2 separate regions of the Mus musculus genome follow, and region 1 is linked to region 2. Evidence: chromatin contacts called from public HiChIP or PLAC-seq data. All regions are on one chromosome and are shown on one strand. The core of a region is the stretch at or near the end of the contact, and the rest is flanking DNA. Distances in the headings are between cores, read along the strand shown.

Region 1 (7,472 bases), core at 3,337-5,836, 180 kb before region 2:
CAGACACTCCCGTCACTGAAGCATCTTTGGAAATCTCATCTAGGTTGTGCCAGGGCAAGAGTCCTGCTTCCAGCTCGGGAGCTGGCTGCTGGGATGTGAATGTAGCTGCCCAGTTACCAAATCTTGAATTCCTTTAGAATTGGAGATGAATCCTTCACCCTGCTGCCTGTAGCAAGCTCACAGAAAAGCAGAGAATGCCATCTTAAATACCAGATGCCAGATTCTGCTGTTTACTTCCCTAACTTACGTTCCTCAAGCTTCCGTTTCTGCATCCATAAAATAAAGACAAATAACGCCCACCTCACAGGGTGTTCTGCTCAGGAAATGTTGGCCGAGTGAATCACTGAGTTAATTAATTTGCTGGGTAGATGAGTCAGAGTTCTTGGTTGCAAGTACTAGAAACTCTAGATAATGAACTGGGATGGAGAGAGAATGTATGGACCAAGCAGCAGTGAGCTCACTACCCAGACCAGGAGGCCTGAGAGCAGGGTGGGGCATGTGGCTGAGCCTGGGCACTCATTAGTGTCTTACCACAGAAAGAGAGGGTTATGACACAGGAGCTCTGTCCTGCCAGATATACCTACTCTCTAGGGCTCTGTGTGGCGCTTGGCTCCCTTGCTAAATAGAGGAAAAACAGATTCTGGTCTGCTTGGTGGTTCTCCTGGTTTGAGCAATTTGTACATTCAACAATGTGAAGAAACTGGCTCTGAACAGATTATTTTTTCCTTAGTCCAAGAATCCTGTTTTAAGCAGTTGTAGTTACTGTTTCCACTGAGAACTTGAGGCCTAATATACACTGGAACTTAGTGCATTCCCCAAAAGTGAAGATATGGGTGGGTGGGTGGATGGATGGATGGATGGATACATGGATAGGTGGGTGGGTGGACAAATAGCTCAACAGAAAAAACAACAGAGAAAGGAGAAAAAGGAGGAGGATGGGGAGAAGGGAAGAAGGGAGAAGAGGGTGGATGGAGAAAGAGAGGGAGGGGCAAATGGAGGAAGAAGAGAGACAGGGAGAGGGGGAAAGGAAGGAGGAGAGGAGAGGGAAGAAGGAAGGAGAAGAGGAGAGGGAGAGAGGAAAGGGAGACACAGGAGAGTGAGAGGAGAAGGAAGGAGAGCTGTAACTTGGGTAGTGGACTTAAGGGTGGGAGCATCTGAACAAAGAATTCAAGCTCAAGCTGTCTAGCACCAAGCCTGGAGGAGAGGGTGATAGATTAGGTAATTTAAAATTTCCTCTTCGTGCCAGAATTTTATCTATAGAGACAACATGTTTCTTGGCAATGATCTCTTAGGGAACGCTTCAGCTAGGTTTGCACGCAAGGTGCTGCATGAGCCTGCAGTATCTGCAGAGACGGTTTCTTAGCCTTAGAAAAAAGAGCCCGTGCCTGAAATACTTGCGGAGACAGTAATCTCTGTATTTTGGGCAAGATTCCTATAGAGTTCTGGGAGTTGGAGCCAGATGCTTCAAAGCCTCCCCTGTCCCTTGGCACAGGTACACCACGGGAATGTGGGCATGCCCTGGGAAGATGTTTGCAGCTGGCGAATCTCCAAAGCCAGCCTTGTGAAGGCTAGGTTAGGCAATGAGAACGTAGGATGGAGGCTCCTGCCACGTTCCAGCGGTGACACAAGTTCTGAAGGCAGGTGCACTGAGGAGTTGTACTCCAGATCGGAGGGCAGGCTGCCATTTTGTTCTGGAAGGTTCAATCTCAGCGTGGGCTTTTGGCAGACAGCGACCTGGAGCCGCAGCAGCCCGAGTATGCGCAAAAGAAAGCGACTCTTCATTTTCTGGAAAAAGAAAAGAAAAGCCAGTCCAATTCCAGCACAGTGATGGAGGCGTCCAGCAACATAGGGCCTCTTGAAGAGCAACTTCCCTGAGGAGGGGGTGGGGAAACAACACAGCAGGAGCAAAGGAAGTGGTGATTCTACGCTTCTTATACAGAAGGAAGTCAACAGAAGTAATCTGGAGCATTGAATCTGAAGGCCCTCAACTTCCTTCTAGAAGATTTCAAAGTGTGTCTGTCTGTCTGTGTGTCTGTCTGTGTGTCTGTCTGTCTCTCTCTCTCTCTCTCTCTCTCTCTCTCTCTCTCTCTCTCTCTCTCTCTGTGTAAATTCCAGAAATATATGTGCTCTGTTCTGTTCAAAATGTACAATCCCAGTTGTTATCCTCCATGCAGAGAGGCCTGGCCCAGTGCAGGCAAAGGGATGAACATGTCCCTGGGATGTCATTTCAGTTTTCACCCATCTTGGACAGGACCACATCTTCTCAGACTCCCTCTTCTGCTTACCTAACTCTATCTTCCTGGAACTTATCTGGGATGACTCAGCTTCTGGAATACTCTTCTTGCTCAGCTCTGCCTCTCCCACCCTCCCCCAATAACCATGTGAGCTTCCAACCCTGCTTGTCCCTCCTGAACCCTCCCATTCCTCCAATATCCTTTAAGGCTGGGATGTGGGAAATGGGGGAGGGGCTTGAGAGACATGCTGGAAAAGTTAAGAACCAGAGGATTAAAAGAGAATTAAAGTATTGAGGAGGAGAATGTCCCAGAGATTTTTGACTTGGGTTCCTTATGAAAGGAGGGCACTGAGTCGCTGAGGCCAAAAGGGCAGCTTTGGAATCCAGACTCTGTTTGCCAGGCATCAGTGATGCCTTAGATGCACAGCGTATTCACATGAATACTTAGTATCTTATCTGATGTTCACCCCAACCCAGTGACATAGAATCAATGATTTTTACAGACCCAACCCAGGAAGTTAAGACTTGGAAAAGTAAAATTACACACACACACACACACACACCAGAAGTAGGTTGGGAAGATATCAAACTGCTCAAATAGACTGGAGTCTTCTACACATGCCACACATGCTGACATTCAAAACAACTCTGGGACTGTCAATTGCTTCATATACATAAGAAATAAGAAAATAATGAGGAAAAAAATACATGTGAGAAAGCAGAGCTTGGTGATGCATGCATGGAATCCCCAGTACTCAGGAGGCAGAGACAGGAAGATCATTGTAAGTTTGAGACCAGGCTAGGCTACATAGGGAATCTGTGCCTCAAAAACATGGGAGGAGTTGGACCTTTGGCTCAGTGGTTGAGAGCACTTGCTGCTCTCGAAAAAGACCTGAGTTCAATTCCCAGCACCTACATCAGGTGGTTTACAACCACCTATAACTCCAGATCCAGGACAGCTGATGCCTGCCTCTGGGCTCCTTGTGCAGCTGCAAGAATGTATACATGTAAACATATAAGCACATATAATACACATAAATAAAAATAAATCTTCCAAAAATAGCCCACAAGGTAACTAAACATTATGCCTACTAACTGGAACTCAACATTATAATGGGCATAATGGGTCACATCTGATTAAAACATCTCCTACATGTTCTACTTGATTATTATTATAATACATTCTATACATTGATATTTTTACAAATCATGTTCTTTATAACGTCTGCTTATAACATTCATATCTTTTTAAGATATTCAATTACTTTTGAGACTCACTTTGTAAGTTTGAAGCTTTCCATGAGATGGGATGTAATATTATATAAAATAGTTTTGCCCCAGACGGATCATATATTCTAAGTAAGGGCAATAGTATCATATGAGACAAATTTATATATTTACAATTTGTTTTCTAAGATTCAGTTTCTCTTCATGAACATGTGTGTTATGATATGAATCCATATGGTCGTTCTGCTCCTGATTCAAAGTCACAAACTCTACCTGTACACACACACACACACACACACACACACACACACACACACACACACACACACAGGGCACACTCGGTGGAAGGAGCCTATGCTACCACCAGGTGGTGACAGAGTGCTGTGGTCTGTGACAGATATGGCTTCAAACAGTGGGGAACCCAAATTTGTGGGCTTTCCCCCCATTAATTAATTGATTTATTCACTTTACATCCCAGTTGCAACCCCACATCTCCTTTCAGTTTCCCTCCCCCCAGATCTTTCCCCAAACCCCCTTCACCTCTGAGAAGGGGGAGGTCCCTCCCAGGGGACCAACACACCCTGGCACCTCAAGTGATTAGTCGCAAGACTAGGCGCATCCTTTCCTACTGAGGCTAGACAGAGCAGCCCAGGTAGGGAAGCAGAAGCCACAGGCAGGCAACTGAGTGAGCCCCCACTCCAGTTGTTGGGACAATTTGTAATCATAGATTCTTGCTCCTTGCCTTGCTAGAGCATTTGCTGGAATAGTATGATGCAAGCAAGCTTAAGGCACAACAATTTTAAAGGTTTTTGCACGGGTTTTACACATTAGAGCATGGGAGAATCTTTCCCTTTTGGTCTCTCAGTGCTTCTTTTTAGCACAAATATCTTTGGCAAAAATATATAAATAAATCACTCAATCCGTAGGCTGCTTAAGGGTGAAACCCTCAAAAATCTCTCAATTATGTTGGACAAAAAAGTTCCAAAGCCCAGTTTCAAGCTAGGCCCCTGTCCAGATAATTTTCTCTACCAGCAAAGCTTTTAAAAGGGCAGCCCCTGGGGGAAGATGAGAATGTTAACATAATTTTCTGAATTGCTTCCCCGAGAAGTCTGTATTCATTATATCCACTTCCTGTGGTGAGGGTTAAGGGTGTGTTCCTGTCGGTAGAGTGCTAGCCTCACGGCACAGAGCTCTGTGGTCCATCTGAATAAAGATCAGAAAACCAAGGTCATCTCTGGTAGCGTACAGTTTGAGGTCAGCTGGGGCTGCAGGATACCCTGTCTTGAAGCAAAAAATAAATAAAAATAAAAAATAAAAAATACATGTAATATGATATAATATAAAGAGCAATGAAAAGAATTTGAAGGATGGTGGTAAGAAGGCTTTGGGAGGCAGCCATCTATCCCAGGATGCCCAACCCTGTTTCACACCTGTGCAGAGAAAATTTTAAAAAATGACTATTTCAAACCCTTTCTTCAAGACCTTCATTTCTTTTCCATTAGCAGAAGAAATGCAAGGGCCACTCCATCTGGGCGAGCCTCACAAACTCTGCATACTGAAGCACTCCCAGCCCCCCCCCCCCCCCCCAGTGTGTGTCCTTGCTGCTTAGCAAGCCGCAGGGAACACAGTGGTGACATAAGCATGGGCTGGTACAGAGGCAATGAGGACCACGTGGCTCATCGCACCAGCAAGCAGACAGGACCACCGAGAAGTCTCTGGTTCACCCCGTCAACACCTTGAGAGGCTGAAACTGACCTCTGGGCCCCCTCCACCCCACGTGAGGCTTCCCAGTGACAAGGAGACTAGAAAGAGTCAGCCTCACCCAGGTGACAAGAGGTCGGACCTGTGAGCAAGGGCAGCAGCTGAAGCTTCTGGAAGGATCTATCAGCCCAGCTGAAGAAGTAGCTCACCTCTCACATCTCTGCAGGAAGGCACAGATAGTTTGTGACTTTGAATCAGAAGCAGAGTAACCATCCAGGCTCATAATTCAGAGAGAGGGAAATAAGATAACTTGAAAAGGGGCAGCCCCTGGGGGAAGATGAGAATGTTAACATAATTTTTGGAATTGCTTTCCCGAGCAGGCTACATTCATTATATATTATATCCATTTCCTGTATTCTCTCATGTAGTCGGGCTCAGTCATAATTAAGCTTTTCTTCAGCACAAGTATTCTTTCTCCAGTCCCTGTTGTCAGGCGTGACGCTACTCACATATCCTGCAGTGCACACCTGCCACCTGCTTATGATGGAGAGAACAGGAGGATGTGTGGTGTCCTCAAAAGCCAAGATCAGTTTTGAGCCACCTCCAAACCCTCCAGGAGTACAGCAGATGCTGGCCATGGTGACGTGAGACACCTGGCTGGCCGAGCTATCTTGTGTGCCTCTAGGAGACTGGAGCAGGAGGAAGGGCAGCACGGAAACCAGGAGAGGGAACAGACAGTAAGCGAAGGTGGCAGAGTAGCCTGGGCTAGAACAATGACTGTGTTCACAGCAGTGGAGGCAGGGACTCAGGACAGCTGGGACTTACTGGTGACACAGAATGATCAGGTTCTGATGTACAATTAATTGTACAGTGTGAGGAGATATATGTTACATGACTGGCTTGTAAGTCTCTTTAAGAATAGGAGTCTTAGGAAGTCAAGGCAATTTTGTGCTACTGACAGACTCTCTGTGGCTCAGACCTTCCTCAGTTGGCAGGCAATAAAGCAAAAGGCCACCTGGATAGAATGGCTCAAAGGCCAGGCCTTCTGAGCACAGGAAAATTTGGCCATAACTCTGTATAGGAGTAAAAATCTACAGCCTTGATGCTTCAGCGCCTAGCTGGAGACCAGAGTGGTTCTCTGTGGAGAAAGAGAAGTGAGGTTTTGTCCTCAGGCCCAGGAGAGCACAGAAGTGAGCCGGTGGGCTCAAAGGCAAACACTTACTGGCCAACCCTTACCTGAAGAATGTAATCTCTGTAAATAGGAACAAGGGGAGAGAAGGGCAGAGAAGGAGGGGAGAGACAGGTGAGCATGCTCATGGAGTGGTCATGGATCTATGGAGAGCAATTGTGGGAGGGAATGAAAGCCTTTAGCTCCTGACCCTTTGTTTCCATTTGTCCAGGTAATGCTGTGGGATTATACTCTCCACTATCCCTTGTGCTTCTTGGCTGTTCCATCCGGCTCATAGGAAACTAGATCTCCTCACAACAGTGTTCAAGCAAGTACAAATGGACACCTCTATACCCATGGTGTCTCTGGCCCAGGAGTCAGCAGTCATGTGTGGGTTATGGCTCCACCCAGTCTCATGTCTCTGTAGGAACTGGGAATCCCTGCAGGTGATGCACAGGTGCCTGAGGTCAAGGCAGACTGGAGAGAATGGGATGTGAGTGGGATGAAGGCTCAGAGCAGCTGCCACAGTGCACCTGACGGTGAGATAGAAGTCAGAGCTCAGTTCCTAGCAAGGAAGAAAGCTCCCCCTGTAGCCTCTGAGAATGTGGTCAGCGCACAGTAGTCTTCTGACAGAATGGGAACCAGGCCAATCAGGGCAGACACATAGTCAGAGATGGAGTGCCATCCTCCAAGTCCACTGAGGGACTGAGAGCTGAGGCGCCTGTGTCAGTGTGGCAGGAGCTTGTCCTCAGGTGCCCCCTTAAGTCAGACACACTTCTAAACTCTATATTTAGAGTATTTATTTTAACACTCCACAGAAATGTCAGGAGGTTCCTTATGAATTTACAAAGATATGAGCACAGAGAAGATTAGGAACTCAACCAGTGTCAACACTGGCAAAGAATAGAATCAGGTTTGGGATATGGGTGCCTGACCCTAGCTATGGAGAGCCTGATGGACAATCAGACTTTAGGAGGTGAAAATCGGTAAAAAGCATTCAGGGTGAGGGGGGATCAAAAGTGAGACTAAGAAAGGAGTGTGTGTGTGTGTGTGTGTGTGTGTGTGTGTGAGAGAGAGAGAGAGAGAGAGAGAGAGAGAGAGAGAGCTTGCGGGAGTCAGTTCTCTCCTCCTTCCACCTTGTGG
Region 2 (7,600 bases), core at 3,885-6,384:
AACCAGCTTCCCAGTGTTTCCCACCCCCTTGGGATGCCTCAACCGCTGTGCTTCTCTGAAGAGAAAGGGAAAAAAAAGAATCAAAATTACTCATTATCTTAGAACATTTGATTTTCACAGAACTTCTCATGTGGCTCTCAGATATGAGGTCAATACAAATAAAATCATCTAAATTGCCAATATCAAACAGTTCTAACCCAAAAAAAGCAAAAGGCCTTTTAAGTGCCTGGTACATTGATATGAGAGTCACAATGACGGGTTCCAAAGATGAAAGTCACGAATCAGAAAATAGGAGCGTTGAGAAAACAGAGATGAAAGGCAAATAACCCTGTTTGAAAAAATCCAACGCTTTCATTTAAAAAAAAAAAAAAAGCCCAAAGCTCTATCCTTTGTTAAGAAGATCATGAGGAAAGGAACAGGCACTTGCCACCTCCACCTACCTCTCCCTCCCTGTCCTTAAGTTCCACAGCCTTTGTTGTGACTGTGTTGGTACTAGTTCCCCCTGCCTGCATCTTTCCAGCTTTACCTGTATAACAAAGACAAGCTGCAGACACCTGTGGCCAGGTGAGGTGACTGCACCAAGCTCCTAAAAGCCTCAGGCCTTGTCCCTGTGGTTAATACAGTCGGGCAGCAGCTTCTCACACAAATCCTGGCAGGTCTTTGTATTAAAAGGACGAGTCACAAAGAGTGCTTCACCAATACAAATAGAGTGTTTTATTCAGAGCAAGACTTAAGGACCTAGGTACCTAGGTAAGGGTCAGGACCACGGGAGCTTTTCAGTTGCTCTTTATCACAGGTTAATCCACTTGGGGGTGGGGGATAGGGCTCCGGAACTTGAGTAGAATACAGTTCTAACTCACCTTTCACCTTCTGAGCTCAGCACTTCCTTGCCTTCTTCCTTTGCTAGAAATTTCCATGACTTCACCATTTATCAAGACACGTACTTCACCGTTCGAGTCCACCTGCTGCTGTGACTGGTTAGCGCTGGGATGAGGGAAAGCCATTGCTGTAGCCCAGTCAGACACCCCTCCGGAAGCTTGGGATTCCATAGTTCATCCTGCTAGGGACCAGAGAAAGAAAAGGGCGCAGTGGCACGCACTCCCATGCTCTCACATCATTCTTGCTCTCTTGGTCCTCTTCCCTGTCTGCTGCCTCTCTGACCCTAGCTATCTGACCTTTGGAACCAGATGTGTCTATTGATTGATGGATATTTACACCGCTTGATATCTTTTATGAAGGCCAGTGGGTTTTTTTCTTTTCTTTCTTTTTTTTTTTAAAGATTTATTTATTTATTTATTTCATGTATGTGAGTACACTATCGCTCTCTTCAGACACACCAGAAGAGGTTACTGGATCCCATTACAGATGGTTGTGAGCCACCATGAGGTTGCTGGGGAATTGAACTCAGGTCCTCTGGAAGAGTAGTCAGTGCTCTTAACCACTGAGCCATCTCTCCAGCCCAGGGTTTTTTGTTTTTGATTTTTTTTTTAATACCTTCTTGCTTTCTGAGACACCATGAAAATTGAAGATTTTTTTTTTAAATCACACCTATGGAGAACACAAGGAAACTCCATATGAAGAGGGGGAAAGGATATAAAGAGTAAACTAAATCCATCAATTAGACAATGGTTATAGACAGTTACTGACACACAGACCCCATCTGGGCAGGAGACAAAGAGCAAATATTCCCTTTACAGCAGAAACGTGGTGTTGGAGGGAGTGGGTGACCCATGAGCAAGGGCCAAGGAAGTTAGCTGGGAGGAGGCAACTGGAGTGTAGCTTGGTTGGAGAGTTGTGCCTAGCACTCATGAAGCCTCCAGCATCGAAGATCACAGTGGTACACACTGTCATAGCAGCAGGATAACACACTTCATCTGTGTACAATACAGTCTCCAAGAACAGATGGCTCTCTGAGCTTCCATTTTCTCGTCTATAAAACCAGTGATCAGCAGGCTCAGGGACCTCCATGGCTCACTGTGCTGGACAGCTCTAGAGTTATCAAGTGTTTGATTAGCTCTCTGGACTAAACTAGCATCATAGGTAGGAAATGAAGGCCAACATTCTCTTTTGGTTCATACTCATTAGGTCAGAGCTAACCGTGTGATCTGTTGTCTGGGCTCCTTTGTCCCACCATATCATGACTTTGTCTTGAAGGTCATTTTCTTTTTCTTCTATATTTATTCTTTTCTCATATAGTACATCCCGACCACAGTTTCCCCTCTTTTATCTCCTCCCAGTTTCTCCCCACCACCTCCCCTTTTCCCCCAGATCTACTCCTCCTCCTTTGGGGCAGGCATCCCAGGGACATCAACTAATACAGCATATCTAGTTGCAGTAAGTCTAGGCACATCCCTTCATATTAAGGCTGGATGACAGAATTCAGTACGAAAAAAGGGGCTCCCAAAACAGGCAAAAAAAAAAAGTCAGACAGTCTCTGATCACACTGTTAGAAATCCCACAAGAACACCAAGCTACATAACCATAGCATAAACGCAGAGCTGAGATCGGATCCAGGTAGGCTCCCGGGTTGTCAGTTAAGTTTCTGTGAGCACCTGTGAATCCTGGTTAGTTGCTTCTGTGGGCTATTTTGTTGTGGTGTTCTTAACCCCTCTGGCTCCTACAATCTTGAAGTTCGTTTTCTATTTTTCTGTCTATTCCAAAGGCTCTGTAAAATTCCATCATTGCCTTCCCCTAAATATTGTGTTTTCTTTCTTTCTCCCTTCCCCTTCTTTCTCCTCCTTTTCCTCTTCTTCCTCCTCCTCCTTCTGTAGATTCATGGTTTTGTGTGTGTGTGTGTGTGTGTTGATGTCTGTGTATATGCACACATAAGTGCAGGTAACCAACAAGGCCAGAAGAGGGAGTCAGATCACCTGGAACTATAATTACAGATGGCTGTGGGCTGCCCCGATATGGGTTCTTAAAGCCAAGCTCCAATCTTCTGGAAGAGCAATAAGCACCCTTAACTGCTGGGCCCTTTCTTCAGCCCTCACTGTAATTTCTGAAATGCATATGACTTCTTTCTTCTCTTCTATTATACAAAACTCAACCACGCTGATTACTATAGCTACTAGGCAATTTTTCTATACTTTCATCTAGACAATTATTCCAATTGTTGTGTGCATACTTATCCTAAGAACAATTCCAGATTATAAAGCACTTTTCAAAGGTTCATTGTCTTGTCTGCCCTTCACAACTTCAGCTTCTAGAATGCAATTTGTTCTCCAGCATTCCTACCTGTATATAACAGCGGTGACAATCGTCATCCCTTCCCAATAAACTTTGACATGACATTTCATCAAATTCTTTCAAATATTTTTCATCTGTTGTGTTCTTATTCAAATATCCACTTACCCTGGGGGAGGGGGGAATCAGGTATCTAAAAAAAGCATGGCCTACAGAGGAGATCAGAACTAAGAGCTAAAGTAGACTTCCATGGCTAACAGTTCCACTGACCCCAGACCAAACAGTTACAGAGAACCAAAAGGGACATGTTTCTCAGGAGCTTCCTGGCTTGAGGGGCAAAGCTGTTGTTCATAGGCCTCATGGGTTTGCAAGCCCACCTGAGTTGCTCTTGAATTCACAATGTCTGGTTTGACCATATTGGCTCCCAAATGGTAATGTGATGGTTAATCTTGTCAACTTGGCCTGATTTAGACCTATAATGGAAGTACATCTTCTGGCATGACTGCAAGGGAGATTGTTTCCCTGGGCTAGAATCCTTGACTGAATAAAAAGGGAAAGGTGAGCTGGGTGCCACCATTCTTCATTCTCTGATTCCTGGTGACGTGTACAGTGTAAGCTGCTGCTTCAAGTTTCTGCCACTGTGACGTCCCCACAATGATATCCAGTACCCTCGAATGATGAATCAGAGTTAACCCTTTCTTCTTGAGGTTGTTTTTCTCAAGTATTCTGTCACAACAAGAAGTAATGTAACTGATACAGAGGCCTCCCCTCCGCCCCTCGCATGGGCCTTGTTGCTTCAAAGCTAGTGAGTCAGCTGCCGAGCTTGTGATCTGGTGCCCGGCTCTCAGAGAGGCAGCATCCCTGGGCTCTAGGCAGGCTGGTACAGGGCCCCTTGGTCTGCCTAGGGGTTGTTTGCTCCTTTCTCCTCCTAATTAACGCCCACATTGTATCAGAGTGGCCCATTCTCAGACAGAGCAACTGAGTCATCGGTGTGTTGTGTTTTCTTCTGAAACCTACCATTCTGCCCAGACCTGAATAATTGGGGTTAGCTCCCCGTAGCACAGGGATTTTGTTCCCCGCAGCACAGGGATTTTGTTCCCCAAGCATGCCTTTATGTTGAATACCACCCATGTCTGGCCAGTCTCAGTGTTCACAGGTTTTCCCAATGAGACTCAGAGCTGTACAAGTATATGGGGTGCTTGCCTGGGTGATTATGCACACCAATCAATATCTGGACCTAAAAGCAGCCCAGACTGACAACTTCAGACCTACAGGAACAGCAGCCAATCCCCTGAGCTCTGCTAGACTGCATACCATTTTTCTCATTATGGCTTGTGTGCCTTGGATAGCAGCCTTGGACACAGGAATTTCCTTTAATGAAATCATACGTTTCTGAGCTCAGGTTTCTTTCCTTCCTTTTCCTTTCTTCATTTTCTTTTTCTTTTATTGCATTTTATTTATTACTTGTGGCATGTATGTGTGTACTCGTGTGGATGCATGTGTGTGTGTGTGTGTGTGTGTGTGTGTGTGTGTCTGTGTGTGTGTGTGTCCGTCATGCTACAGTGTACATGTAGTCAGGGTCTTTTAGGAGTCAATTCTCTCCTTCCACCACATGGGTTCCAGGGCTTGGATACAGGTTATCAGGCTTAACCACAAGCACCTTTACCTGCTAAACCATCTCATGGGCCCCTGACCTCTGGTTTCTAAGAATATGAAACAAAACCAGTAAGATCCACTTCCTTGGAGTGTTGAACAGATCAGCTGAACAGATCAGCTGTAATAACATGTGTGAGATGTAACATCTGTGCTGAGAGACCAGTGCAGACATCAGTGATTGTCCCACTCAGTCCTGAGGGAAAGGTGACACAGTCAACATCACCCTGATATAGAGGAAGCCACCAGCTTCCTGCTTTCTGCATTGCCCATGCATGAGTAGCTACAACAGAGCCTAGAGCGGAACCCAGGTTCCTTGTCACCTCCTACACTCTCACCTCTCTTCTCAGCATCAGGCCTGTGTTCTCCACCATAGAGACTTTCAAAGTGTGGCCCCAACATGGTCAGCAGCAACACCTGGAACTTGTTAGACTTGTCACTTTGGGGTCTCACTCTGACCTAAGAGATCAGAAAGTTCAGGGGATACAGCCAGCAAGTCCTTTGTGAGTTTTACAGCAAGTCCTTGTGAGTCTTGGATACACTCTGAAGCTAGAAGCACCACCAAAGTAATTGACCTCCAACCTAAATGTGATGCCCTTTCCCAAGAAGCTGAGTCTGGAGACCTCAAAATGGTCTCCAGCATTAATTAACTTCTCTAGCCTTGGGGCCAGACACAGAGGATTTCTGGTCAATAAATCATCCAGGTTCCATTTAACTGTGACTGTGGTTCCCTCTGCACTGGATCATTGAAATAACACAAAAGCCTAGCCTAGCCCATCAATGTTCAGTTCTAAAGATGGCCCAAGTTGATAGACCCAGACCTACAGGGCCACCAATCAAACTCCAGGGAGCCCTGCTAAGTTGGTCACCTTTTTACCTCTTTAAGGTTTATGTGCTTTTCAAGCCAGTTCTAGTAAGCTGGCTTCTCCAGCTGTGATCCTTGAACTCTCTAGGCAAGCCTTCACCTCATGCCCACTTGTTTCCACAGCCGCAGATGTTCACACAGATGTGTTTACCCAGTGCAGTTCAATTTTCCTGCCCAAGGTTATCATGCTTGCTCTAGACTGCCATGAGGAGGTAGGGTAAACATCAACGTGACTCAAAAGTGTTCCTGTTTTTCTTAGGGACGGGGGTGAGGGGTGGGGGGGTGGTGAGGCTTAATGAACACATTAGAGTAATGGAGTCCCGTGCTCGCTGCCATGGCCCACCAAAGTACCAATTATTCACAGAGTGCTGATTGAAAAAGAATGAATGTTGTCCGTTCTTCTTTCTGGGCAGAGGAGGATTTATCTTTGAGCCTAAGGTCATGGTTTTTCAGTGACAGGGTCTCACGAGTTAATAATTCAGGTTGTCCTTCAACTCAGGTTTCTCCCACCTCTGCCCTCAACCTGCTGGGATTACAAGCATGTACCAATGTATCCAGCCTTCCAAACCATTTAAACTAAAGATCATGTTGATTTCCAGAAAATGGCACCCCTACTGGCCCAGGGAGACAGACTGGGCTGTTGGGGCTGCCTCATTTGCCATTCACCAAGGAGATGGACAGAGAAGGCAATGGGGGGCTTCCAGAACTGTTCCTAGAGTCCTTGTCCACTTAAAGCCCAGAGTAAAGACCTTTGAAAGACTCCGTGGAGGAGGTGGCCTTGCCCTCTAGGAAAAGTGGGACCAGTAGATTCTGATCAGTGAGAAGGGGGGTCCTGGGGGGGAGCAGGAACGGGAGGAGGAGGAGCAAGCTCTCCCCAAAAACTCTTTCCAAAACAGAGAGGTCGAGAACATGGACGCCTGGCTGAGCCAAGACTCCCCAGCAAACGTCAAGCTTCCTGGCTTGCTACTACAGTGCTTTTGAGCAGTTTGAACCCTAAAGATAAGGCCCCACTCAGCACACACCCCAGCCTTTAGTCCTTTACTGAAGACATCTAACTTAGAGGTGAGATGTACAACAGCCATACATTGAAAATATAAATAGATCCTTACGATGACTTAAATTCTAAAAATCAGGACAGTTGAGTGCCAGACACAGGGTTCTGTTATTTGTTTGTTCCATTTAATGCATTTACCTTTTAGCTTATTAATGTATTTCCTGTCCTTGTTACAACAGTCCTATGAGGTTTACAATGAAAGAAACGGAGGTTTAAAGCCTTTTAGTTACTTACTAGTCGATGGGTGTAATTGTAACTCTTCTTGTCGTTTGACAAACTATATGAGAAGAGCAGCTTAGGAGAGGAAGGGTTTACTGTGGCTCCCAGCTGAGGGTTCAAGTTCATGACTAGAAGGTAAGGGAGGCAGGAGTAGAAAGCAGATGGTTACGTGGCATCCACAGTCAGGAAGCCCCAAGGATAAGCGATGGTGCTCAGCACTCCTGTTTTTCAGTCCAGAATCCCATCTCATGGGATGGTGCTACCCTCGTTTAGGGTGGGTCTCCCCACTTCAAGACGTGTCTGCTAGGTGTGTCTCCCAGGCGATTCTACATCCTATCAAATGGATGGTCAATATTAAGCTTTGTCTTGGAGAAGCCATGATTCAAACCCAGGTATGTTTGAGTACCAGGGCGTAGTTTTCAGTGTGGTTTTGGCTACAGTGTGCATGTTTCAGGTGACTTTGAAACTACCTCTCTGTCTGAGCTAGACAACTGAGGAAGGCAGAAAGGGGAGCAAACAGAAGGATCTTCTTCATGGACCACCCTGATCAGGCCTGGCCCCTGAGGGCTGATTGGCTCAGACCCAGGAAGGTGTGAGACCTGTGCTTCTGTTTCCTGCACTCATGC

The links. HiChIP or PLAC-seq counts read pairs in DNA pulled down with a chosen protein or histone mark.
Region 1: a CTCF HiChIP or PLAC-seq map of large pre-B cells shows a contact between it and region 2, with 7 times the contacts expected there. The contact joins two enhancer-like sites. A contact is called at or near these places in 1 of 15 datasets of contacts at CTCF or cohesin (large pre-B cells) and 3 of 115 datasets of contacts at active chromatin or transcription factors (extraembryonic endoderm stem cells, large pre-B cells and trophoblast stem cells).

What each region holds. Positions count from the first base shown.
Region 1 is chr9:71,070,450-71,077,921 of GRCm38.p6, reverse strand. Gm46120 (predicted gene, 46120) reads right to left here. Exons shown (of 2, transcript NR_168672.1): 2 at 1,397-1,785. Among named protein-coding and RNA genes, the nearest start is that of Gm46120, 5.0 kb to the right of the region's middle. Within about 2 kb of position 4,586, at least 13 of the 459 cell types and tissues checked have an H3K27ac peak or open chromatin away from gene starts, as enhancers often do.
Region 2 is chr9:70,891,910-70,899,509 of GRCm38.p6, reverse strand. All of the region lies in intron 1 of Lipc (lipase, hepatic), which reads left to right. Among named protein-coding and RNA genes, the nearest start is that of Gm32017, 18 kb to the left of the region's middle. Within about 2 kb of position 5,134, at least 29 of the 459 cell types and tissues checked have an H3K27ac peak or open chromatin away from gene starts, as enhancers often do.